Regions from separate parts of the Sus scrofa genome. Here region 1 is linked to region 2. Evidence: chromatin contacts called from public Hi-C data. All regions are on one chromosome and are shown on one strand. The core of a region is the stretch at or near the end of the contact, and the rest is flanking DNA. Distances in the headings are between cores, read along the strand shown. Region 1 holds the start of C1H6orf120 (UPF0669 protein C6orf120 homolog). Region 2 has its middle 27 kb from the start of PSMB1.

Evidence for each region. Hi-C and Micro-C count contacts between places; a contact is called where the count stands out from the background.
Region 1: a contact with region 2 is called in a Hi-C map of heart right ventricle, with 4 times the contacts expected there. The contact joins the promoter of C1H6orf120 here to the enhancer-like site in region 2. A contact is called at or near these places in 5 of 47 Hi-C or Micro-C datasets (heart right ventricle, liver, mesenteric adipose tissue and 1 more) and 1 of 2 datasets of contacts at active chromatin or transcription factors (alveolar macrophages).

The regions. Positions count from the first base shown.
Region 1 is chr1:575,682-580,953 of Sscrofa11.1, forward strand. C1H6orf120 (UPF0669 protein C6orf120 homolog) reads right to left here and starts at 2,760. Exons shown (of 2, transcript XM_003480211.4): 1 at 2,694-2,760; 2 at 37-2,457. The coding sequence starts at 2,416. The coding sequence ends at 1,862. It overlaps WDR27 (WD repeat-containing protein 27), which reads left to right and starts at 2,810. Exons shown (of 19, transcript XR_002342137.1): 1 at 2,810-2,907. It overlaps PHF10 (PHD finger protein 10), which reads left to right. Exons shown (of 11, transcript XM_021085654.1): 11 at 840-1,100. The coding sequence ends at 925.
Region 2 is chr1:48,313-53,426 of Sscrofa11.1, forward strand. No RefSeq gene overlaps it. Among named protein-coding and RNA genes, the nearest start is that of PSMB1, 27 kb to the left of the region's middle. Within about 2 kb of position 1,444, at least 6 of the 83 cell types and tissues checked have an H3K27ac peak or open chromatin away from gene starts, as enhancers often do.

The DNA.
Region 1 (5,272 bases), core at 1,510-4,009, 530 kb after region 2:
ATTTTTCTACCGAAAGAGCTGAAGCAGTACCATCCGTTTGTTTCAAAGCCTTGATTTTATTTTTACATGTCACTTAGAGACTTAACAAAAATGACTATACCTTTAAACATATTCAACCAGATTTCTATAGATTGAGGCAGCCTAACTTCAGAATGAACACAGAATCAAAGAATAAACCACAGTAATTGGACTGAACATTACACACACAATTGTGTAATTTTAGAACTTATTTGCATAGTTTACACTGCCTAATACTTTATAAAATGTATGCCTAGAACTAGGTTTCCTGGGAGTCACTGAGATGCAAACAGCTTAGGAACTATTCAGAGTCCTGTAGCAGTTCTGATGGAGGGTGTTGCCCGCTGCATTACAGCACCGTGACCACATTTAAAGTGCTGTGTCAGCATCGTACACCAGGACTTGCCAGGAGGCTGCAGACACACAGCTGCCACTGAGCAGCAGCAGAGGCTTGAAAATAAGCCAAACTCAGGGTCAGGGTTGATGTTAGGGTTTGTATGATCAAACTTTTTAGCGTATGATAGCGTTTAAGTTTCAGAAAGGGTTATAGTAAGTTTTTAAAGGCCCCTGTCATTCCTTCCTTCCTCCCATGGCCCCCCGCCCCTACCCCGTGCACTTCCCGGGGCCTGAAGACATGGATTATCTCAGAGGGAGTTGACATTTTTCTCCTTAAATTAACGAGCTCATTAGTGCCTGTCCCACCACACGTCCCCTGAGGATTACTGTCAGCAGCCAAGGCTAAAGGAAGGAGCTAAATGGGTTTAAAAGTTAGTCCTAAAAAGTGAAATTCATTCTGTATTAACTAACAATTTTCTTCCTAGGTCGCTGGATTTGTGACTGTTGTCAGCGAGCCCCCCCAACACCCAGGAAAGTGGGCAGAAGGGGGAAAAACAGCAAAGAGGGGTAGTTTTTTGACCCCAGTTCTGTAACACGCATTTAAATGAAATACCTGGTGCCAGTTTATTTACAACATTCTCATTTTTATGCCAATAAAAGATTTTTCTTTGAAATTAACTGTGTGCTTAAAATCTGCAAGTTGATTTATTTCTACAAACTAATTCCTGAAACCAGTTTCAGGTAGAGAGAGAGATGGTTCCATCTTCCAAAAAGTCTTTCTTTCTTTCTACTTTGGCTCCCTCCATAAATTCAGTCTTGGTATTAGGCAGCTTAATTTGAAATACTTAACTATTTGTTCATTAGCCTCAAAGTTGCTATTCATTTCATGAAATTTTCCTAATCTATATCCTTTCTGGTCCACCATGGATAGCACAGCAAAGTTAATTAATAACGGAAGAATTTTAATAGGAACCCAAGATGGTAAAACTGCCAAGGAGCTGATGAGATCTGGTGCAGCTGGGTTTAGAACTGTCATTACCTAGCACTGGAACCTGCCTACCAGGAAATGCTGTTAGGCTAGGAGGTGCTGTCCCTATTTGGGGTGCAGGGCGGGACTTTAGTCCCTGCACTTCAGACTTGCTTTTGGTAACTTGCTTTTGGTAACTCTTGGAAGCACTGTGACTTCTTTTAGAATCTCTAACTGGACTAAAAGTCTAAGTCACTGCAGTAATCTAGTAGTCACCTGACAGACTAATCAAAATGGGGTTTAGACAGTTTATTGTGCATATTCCTTTTACAGGAATTTTGACCTTTAAGATAACAAATATGCCTGCTGCTTTTCCTACTTTTGGGGTGACTGAGGTAAAAAAACTATGGCTTTATTTTTCCATCCCTCAACTAGAAAAGGTAACCAGAATTCCAACCAGGTAAAAGTAGCTAAGTTCACAGCGAACTGCAATCAGCTTCACAGATTAAGCATATTGTACTCCAGAGTATGTTCAATCTATCAAAAGAGAATTTCAAGTACCAATTTTAAAATACTAATCAGTATCGTCCAAAGAACAGATTCGTCTTCTTGAGATGCGTCTTCTGGAGAATAAGCGTGCTTACGACTCACATCTGTACCATCTGAAAAAGCAGTCTCGCCAAACGGATGCTGTTCGATCGTTGCATCATAATACACTTTCATTTCAAACTCGCTCTCGTGGTGGGACGGGTGTCCGTAGATCCCTATTCCCACGGGGCGCTGGAAATGCGCTGGAATGAAAACCACGTCCTGGCCACACGTGACAGACTGTAACTCATAGTCGTCAAAGCTCGGATGGAGGGTGGTGTCAGATACGTACAGGTCCGCGTCCCCTTTTAAGCTCTGCATCTTAAGCACTATCTTTCCTTCATGGTTTAACCTCAAATAACTGTAATTCCCAGCTCCTATCTGGCCCTGAACCACGTGCAGGAGGACCCACTCTTCCGGAACTTCGTCCGCGTCGAAGGCACCCACCCAGGAGGCAGCCTGAGATGCTAGAAGCAGCAGAAGGGCGCTCTTCCACGGAGCTGCCATGACGGGCGCCTAGAGCGGTGCCTTCCTCATGAGTCAGTGTCCTGCAGGCAAACGACAGGGGACACGTTCAGCACGTCGGGACGCGTCGGGGTCCCCTGCCCGGAGCCGCAGCCTTCCGGGCCCCGGCGGCCGCCCCGCGCTGCCCTCGCGCCGGCTCGGGGAAGGGGCTCCCCGGGGAGGGGACCCGACGGGGAGGAAGGCGGGCGCGCGGACGAGGGGAGCGGGCGCGGCGCCGGGTGGGTCCGAGCGGGGGGCCGATCCCCGCCCCTGGACTCACCGCCGCTCCCCGCAGGCGCCGCGCCGGAGAAGCCGGAAGTGAGGCACGCCCGGAAGTGAGGCGAGGCCCGGAAATAGAGTAGTGCGGGGCTTCCGGGTTCTCGCGAGAATGGCGTAACCATGGCGACGGGGGCGGGACGCAGCGCCTGAGCGCTCCGGGCTCAGCTAGATTGCGGCCGCCTGGCCGCCTAGCGTCTGCTCCCGAGGGTTCCCAGGTGAGAAACCGGTGCACCCGAGGGGCCGTTAACCCGTCCGGGGACCTGTTAACCTGTACCGTATCTCTTAAGAACATGGTACTTCTTTTTTATTTTTTTTTTCCTCGTCTTTTTGCCATTTCTAGGGCCGCTCCCGCGGCATATGGAGGTTCCCAGGCTAGGGGTCCAATCGGAGCTGCAGCTGCCAGCCTACGCCAGAGCCACAGCAACGCGGGATCCGAGCCGCTGTCTGCAGCCTACACCACAGCTCATGGCAACACCGGATCTTTAACCCGCTGAGCAAGGCCAGGGATCGAACCCGCAACCTCATGGTTCCTAGTCGGATTCGTTAACTCCCAAGAACATGGTACTTCTTGAAATGCTCCTAAAAGGATTCAAAATGGAGTTGTATTTATATGAAGGATTTATTTTGTTAATTTGGAATTAATGGGAACCCGTTGTCCACTGAAAAATATCCTAAGAAAGATTATGCGCATTTTCGTACCACACTTTTGTGTTGGTTACAAGGCTTGTGTTTCGTTGTAGAACTTGCAGTATCACTTTTGTGGAAACCGGTTGGAGTGTAAATTAAAAAAACAGGCAATGGCTCTTGTGCCCCTTTCTGCAGAACCTGAACTCTGCCAAGTAGCTGCAAAATGTGAGTTGGTCAGGCTGTTAATGAGATCGCCGTGTGTGGGGTTAAAGAACTGTGCATGTCGCCCACACGGAATCGTTACCTTTGCTGCCTGTAAAAGAGGCAGGACAGTCTTAGGGCTGATTATTTTGGCGGGTTGATTCGCCTGAGGTTGGGAGCAGCTGCATCCACGCTGGTCACTGGCTTGGGCTGTTGATGGAGGTGTCACTAGTGGGTCTCCTCTCTTCCTCCTGCAAGAAGCGTCTGGTACATGTGATGCCCCTTCTGAACCCTGTCGGTTTTCTTTTTTTTTTTTTTTTTTTTTGTCTTTTTGCTATTTTCTTGGGCCGCTTTCGCGGCATATGGAGGTTCCCAGGCTAGGGGTCGAATCGGAGCTGTAGCCACTGGCCTATGCCAGAGCCGCAGCAACGCAGGATCCGAGCCGCGTCTGCAACCTACACCACAGCTCACGGCAACGCCGGATCGTTAACCCACTGAGCAAGGGCAGGGACCGAACCCGCAACCTCATGGCTCCTAGTCGGATTCGTTAACCACTGCGCCACGATGGGAACTCCCCCTGGCGGTTTTCAAGTGTAACTGCCCACTTCATTTTCCTGTCAAGAAAGGGAGTGCGTGTAGGACATAGGGATACATCTGGATCTGATTTAAATCATCGAAAAGTAAATGGCTTTAAAACTTTTACACAGTCACTGCTGTTTGTAATCAGATTTATGCTTACCTAACAAGTCCTGGCTTAAAAGTACACAATTTGTGTTTCAAGAACTGAAGGTTTATAAAATCAGGATTTTGTCAGCCTGGCCAACGGAAAGAGGGTATCAATTTTTTCTTTTAATTAAAGCAGCTAAACATAAAGAGTAGTAATACTTTTTAAAATATTTAATAATTTAGGAAAGGACTTAAAAACATGAGAATGCCTGAGTAAATCAGTCGCATTCCCAAACCTCTGTTATCAGCCATTTCTCCATTTTGTATTAGCTCTGCCCTCAGGGGAGCTAGAATTAGGACCTGTCTCCTCTTCTGGCTAAAGTGGAGAACTCTCTCTTCTTTTGCTGCAGAGTAAAAGCCGTCGGGTGTACTTTAATTATGGTGCGATTTATTATTTTAATATGGCGCTTAACCCGCTGACTCACAGAATGAGTCGCCTAACGTTTTAACAGAGGTGCCCCTTGAGAAAAAGAGAACAATTGTGCTTTTTCTTGTATGGATTTCCTAATGTTGTGCAGTTTGCATGCACTGCTGTAGCAAATGCATGACCTTGACTGCACAGCCTGCTGCTGCCTGGGATTGCTCTCTGCCTTGTAAAGTTTACTGACTTAACTTCAAAACAGTAGTTTCTCTAGCAGGCACTTGGCGCTGCATTTTCTCAAAGTGCTTCGCAGTGTCAGATGCACCAGACCCTTATCGAACACTGAGTGGAGTGTGTCCCCTCGGACTGGTTCCTGCGATGCACCTGTTGGGCTCTGACATTGAGTTTCCCCAGAGGAGGCACAGCAAGGAGCAGGGGAGAAAGGGGAGCACCGGATGCATCGTTGCTGCGTTGTTTGCGTGTTTTGGGTTCGTTGCATTGGCTAATCTCTATCGGTGACTGCTGGCTGTAGCAAAGGACCCTGTTATATAGCAGCGTGGCTCCTGCCCCAGGTCCCCGCGTCTCCTGGAGCCAGTCCCCACTCCTCCGCACTCCCGGCTGCCCCTCCGAGACCTCTTCCCCCTCGTGGTTCCTCCTCCCTGGGC
Region 2 (5,114 bases), core at 194-2,693:
CCAGCAGCTGCAGCTCCAACGGACCCCTAGCCTGGGAACCTCCTTATGCCACGGGTGTGACCCTTAAAAAAAAACACCAAAAATTAAATACAATATAATCACTGTCATAATCGTATCCTTAAATGTTAACTATAATGTCCAGTCTATGTTCACATTTCCTTGATTGTTTCATAAATGTCTATTTACACTTCATTCAAATCTGCAGCCAAATATTTCAATCTCTAGCTCCGATCTTCCTCCTTCTCTGTGTTAATCTTTCTCAATCTCTTTCTCATTCCCGCAAAACTCAGTTGTCAAAGGAGCAGATGATTTGTACTGCAGAGTTCTCTGCTTTCTGGATATTGCTGATTCTATTCCTATAGTTTCCATAAATGTCTTTTCCTATAAATTGGTAGAGTTTGAGGCTTGATCAGATTCAGAGTTCAATTTTTCATCAACGGAGCCATCTAAGTTTACATGTCTTTCCGTTGCTTAGATTAGCCAATTTGACCTGTTTCTATTAAATAATAATTGACTGTGATATGACACATATCTGAATATCATTGACCTTTTTTTGGCTGCACCCACAGCATAAGGAAAACTCAGGCCAGGGATCAAATCCCAGCTGCAGCTGCAACCTATACCACACCTGCAGCAACACCACATCCTTAACACACTGTGCCAGAGTGGGAACCCCTGAATTTTTTAGTTTATGCCATTATGAGATAAACTTCTGTTTCTTAAAAAGCCACAGGCTTCTTTCAACATAGGTGCCAGATTCAGACCGAGCCAGGCTTCCAGCCCCTCGCTTGTGGGGTATGGATGTCCCTTTCCACCTGCCTTGGAGCAAGGTCACCTAACCTCTGAAGGGACAGCTCCAGGGATGTCCACCCAGCCTGTCCCCTGGGCCACACAGGAAGCCCCCTCACAGCATCTCTGCTCTCCTTCAGGGCAGTGCATTTTCCTCAAAAGTTTTTTGTTTTTAAGCAGGGTCTCTGCTCTATCACATTACCCTGCTCTGTGTTAAGAATGTAAATATCACTTGTTTTCTCAAATAACAAACTTTCCATACTATCCAGCCCACTACCTCAGGTGTTTTGCTTGCTCTTGTCTTTAGCTCTCTATTCAACACTGCCACCTCGCTGATGGTCCACACCTTGTTTGTGCTTTATTCCCGGGGATAATGGTAAGAATGGGCTGCTATTAGTCTCATTGTCACCTCTGCCTTTATTGTTCCTGTGTTGGGACTATTTTGGGAGAGGGCCCCAGTGCCGGCTGTGGGACATATTTAACCTGCCAGCTGAGGGTGGTGCTCCAGCTCGTGCAGACAGCTCCTCTGGGCACAAGTGGCAGAGGGCACGTGTGACAGGCACCTCTTTTGGGAGCCCAGGTGGCCAGGCTCTCTTTTAGAAACTTCAGAGTCAAGCTATTTGCAGGGATGACCCCTTGTGCTCTGGCCGCCACGCCTGCTCCCTGCCCATGGGGCTCAGATCCCTGATGGCCTTAAAAGGAGAGTCAGACAGCAGGCTGCACAGGCCACACTTCTCCCCGGAAGAGTGCCAAGGGAATGGTTTGCGAGACCGAGGGTGCCTCCCAGAGCTTGGCCTCAGAATAGCCTGGCCACCTTGAGTTTCCCTTAATAGCCAGCCATGAATCAATCATCCGCAATCTATGTAAAGGCTTTTTGTAAACCTATTTATATTTTTATGTCTGTGCCACTGTGAAGAGCCATTGAATTCAAATGATTTTTTTCCTGAGGCATGTTTTTCTCTCTTATTTTCCTTAAACTAAAGCCATCTTTAAGTTTCCAGGGTGCCCTCTTGCCTCTGTGACCTGGGTTGAGGGGAAAGTGACTGTCACATCCACTTGTCAATGTGCCATGGGGAGTTCCTGCCACGTCAGTGGTGCCAACTTATTGTCACTGTCACCTTCAGTTGGAATACTGCAGGGGAACTATATGTTGCCCAAGTGACATCACTTCTAAGTGTCTTTCCTTTTGCAGTAGATTCCAGCTCAAGAAATTGTCCAGAAAAGGAGACATTTGTTTATCTCAGTTTCCTCCATGACTACATGCCAGAAGCAGCTTCTCCAGGGACAGGATCCCATGCAGATGTGCGACTATAGCGACTCTCCTTCTTTACCGCTGTGACAAATGTGTGTGCCAGGAAAGTTATAGATTGGCAGTGAATTTGTGTGAAATTCTACCCAGAAAGAGTCACAGCTGTGCTCACTCCGCAGCCAAGGTGACCGTGGAAGCCAGGAGGAACCCAGGGTGTGCAATAAGCCCCTGGGTGTTTACAAGACACCAGGTTGGGGGGGTGGGGGATTGTCCAGGGACCATACATTAAAAAAACTAGCATGAATTGGACACTCATGTGAAATAAGGCCCAGGGACACCCTCCACTTCATCTACCTTCACATGGGTGCAGTAGGTGGCCCCCCTACTGGGGTCTTCACTGTGCTCCCCCACCTTCCCAGGGGCGCTAAGCAGCAGCAGAAATCACCCTGGATGCAGCTACGCCCATACCAGGGCCCTCCAGTCCTGCCCACCTTGTCTCCCTCTCTGGCGACGCCAAACTGCTCACTGTTGCCCAGAGATGCTTGTGGAGTGGCCATTAGCCTTGGGACCCTAATTCCATTGTTTGCCAGTTGTGTGGCCTCAAATATCCCAAAGTTGGAACTTCCTCACTTGTGAAATGTGTGAAATATTATCACTTCTCCCAGGGAAGCGTGGACGAGGTGATGTGTGTAAGTGCTGGGCCCAGAGCCCAACACACAGGAATCCTCAGTGAGCTGCAATTATCATGATTGAGTCCTGTGGGCTATAACTTTTCTGGAGGGCCCGCAACCCACGCCGCCTCATCTGCCAGGAAACTCTTCTTCAAATCCTTCAAAGTCTAGCTCAAGTGCACCTCTGGGAAGCCACACAAACTTGCCGTGCCTCTGCCCCTCATTCTCTCTCCTCTGGGCTCAGATGCTCCGCAGAGGGTAACTCTTCACTTTCAGCCATATCTTGGGGGCTGGCGGGGGGCTCGCTTACTTTGTACCTCGGTTCTACATCCATGCCTACCATTACTGCTTGAAGAATATTTGCTAAAATAATCAAATCAATCCAGGACTTTCCTGAATAAAACTTTGGCTAGAAGCTATAAATCTCATTGATTCTTAAGGAATTCATCATTACTAAATGTAATTTTGTAAGAAAAACCTTCCCAACACAGGGCGGGTCAATGGGGGTGGGGTGGAAAGATAAAAAGAATTCTTGGTGGTAAGAGTTTGAGGAAATGCTGAGCTTGCATCTCCTCCCAACCCAGTGGGAGCTTGATTTCCAAATTAAGCAGTTGTGTCCGAGCTTAGGAGGCAGCAGCTGCCACAGTCAGGATACAGTGCTTTGCAGCTGACCAGTGCTCTTCCTGGATCTCTTCCCCTCTGCCTAGTGCGCACCCCTGCTGGCCTTCTGTGGGGCTGGCCTGGCTGCTCCCCGAAGGTCCTTCAGGGTCAGTTTACTGCAAACAGCCCTCCCCTTCCATCTGTGTTTCAGGTAAAATTCAAAAAATGCAAAATATTGTAAACAACCCAGCATGATACGGTGACTATAATTTCAGACCCCAAAACTAAGTTTGTCAATCAAGGATGGACTTCTGATCTGTGAACTGATTTACATGAGAAGTCTATAAAGTTACAAATATTAGATCATATTTTATTCTTTCTTTAAATATGTGGACTATGATTTAAATTCGAAGCCATTTCAGAATATCCAAAACATAGGGACCACACAGGTAAGTCAGGCTGCAGTTATTTAAGCTTCAGTAACTCAGAGTCACAAATTCAAACCGTAAATGGGACCACTTTTCTGAAATGGTGCCTCATAATCACTATTACATTTTAAAATTTAGCTCAAAACAGCATGTTTCGTTTGAGTTTTCTAAAAATATCAAATGGACAGGCAAACCATACACAATTTAGAAAACAGACTGAAATACATCAAAATATTGAAAGTGGTTGATGTTGATGGTGGGATTATGGTTTTTTCCTTCCTTTTTTGCTAATCTGTACTAATTTTTAAGTAAGCAAAGAAATTAAGAAAAATAAATAGACTTTATTCTCGGCCTGTGAAGGCAAAGAAGTTGCAGGAAACTGACTCCCCGCAGCGTAGTTTCTGAATGCTGCTGGGATCTGGAGCAAAGTTGCAAAGCATGTCTTTCTTTTTAGAGTTTTTCACTTCCTGGCTCCTCTCTACTTCACGTTTCCCAGAACTCTCAGATGATCTCTGTCCAGAAGCTTCTGCACAAGCTGACCTGCCCAAGTGCTCTAGACACCCAGGTCTACACTGGGCAGCGAGTGACCCATTCCTGTGCCTCCTGAGGGCTTCCTGACCCGCTCTGCCTGGAGACTGTAATGTGTTCATCCAAAGGGGGTTCTGAACATTTGAGGAAGGCTCTGGGGCTCTGGCTTCAGCACAACACAAGGACGGGCCTCTCTCTTAGCTCACTGCTGCACAGGGAGGATGGGAGGTAGAGGACATTAATTTGAGTGACTGAGTCCATCCCACACTCTACAGCTTTCTGTTATTTCTTACCCATTTCAAATCCCCCACCAGTTAGCTTATAAGTGGATTTTAATGAAAAATCTTATCTTTTTTTTTTTTTTTTTTTTTTTTTTGTCTTTTTCTAGGGCCACACCTGCGCTTATGGAGATTCCCAGGCTAGGGGTCCAATTGGAGCTGTAGCTGCCAGCCTATGCCAGGGCCACAGCAACACCAGATCTGAGCTGCGTCTGTGACTTACACCACAGCTCACGGCAATGCCAGATCCTTAACCCACTGAGCAAGGCCAGGGATCGAACCCGTAACCTCATGGTTCCTAGTCAGATTCGTTAACCACTGAGCCATGACGGGAACTCCAAAAGAAAATCTTATTTTTAATTGGTGTTTAATATCCTTGTATTTGAACTAAAATTATAAAATCTTAGTCCTGGCTCCCTATTCTTCAGCATCTCATAAAATCAGTTTTCCCAAGCACATGGCTTTTTGGATTCTCATTGGCTGGATGAGAGATTCACACACGCACACGCACACGCACCCCATGGGGAAAAAATGCACTTTCTTGTAAAGAGTACATGTATCTTTCTAATCC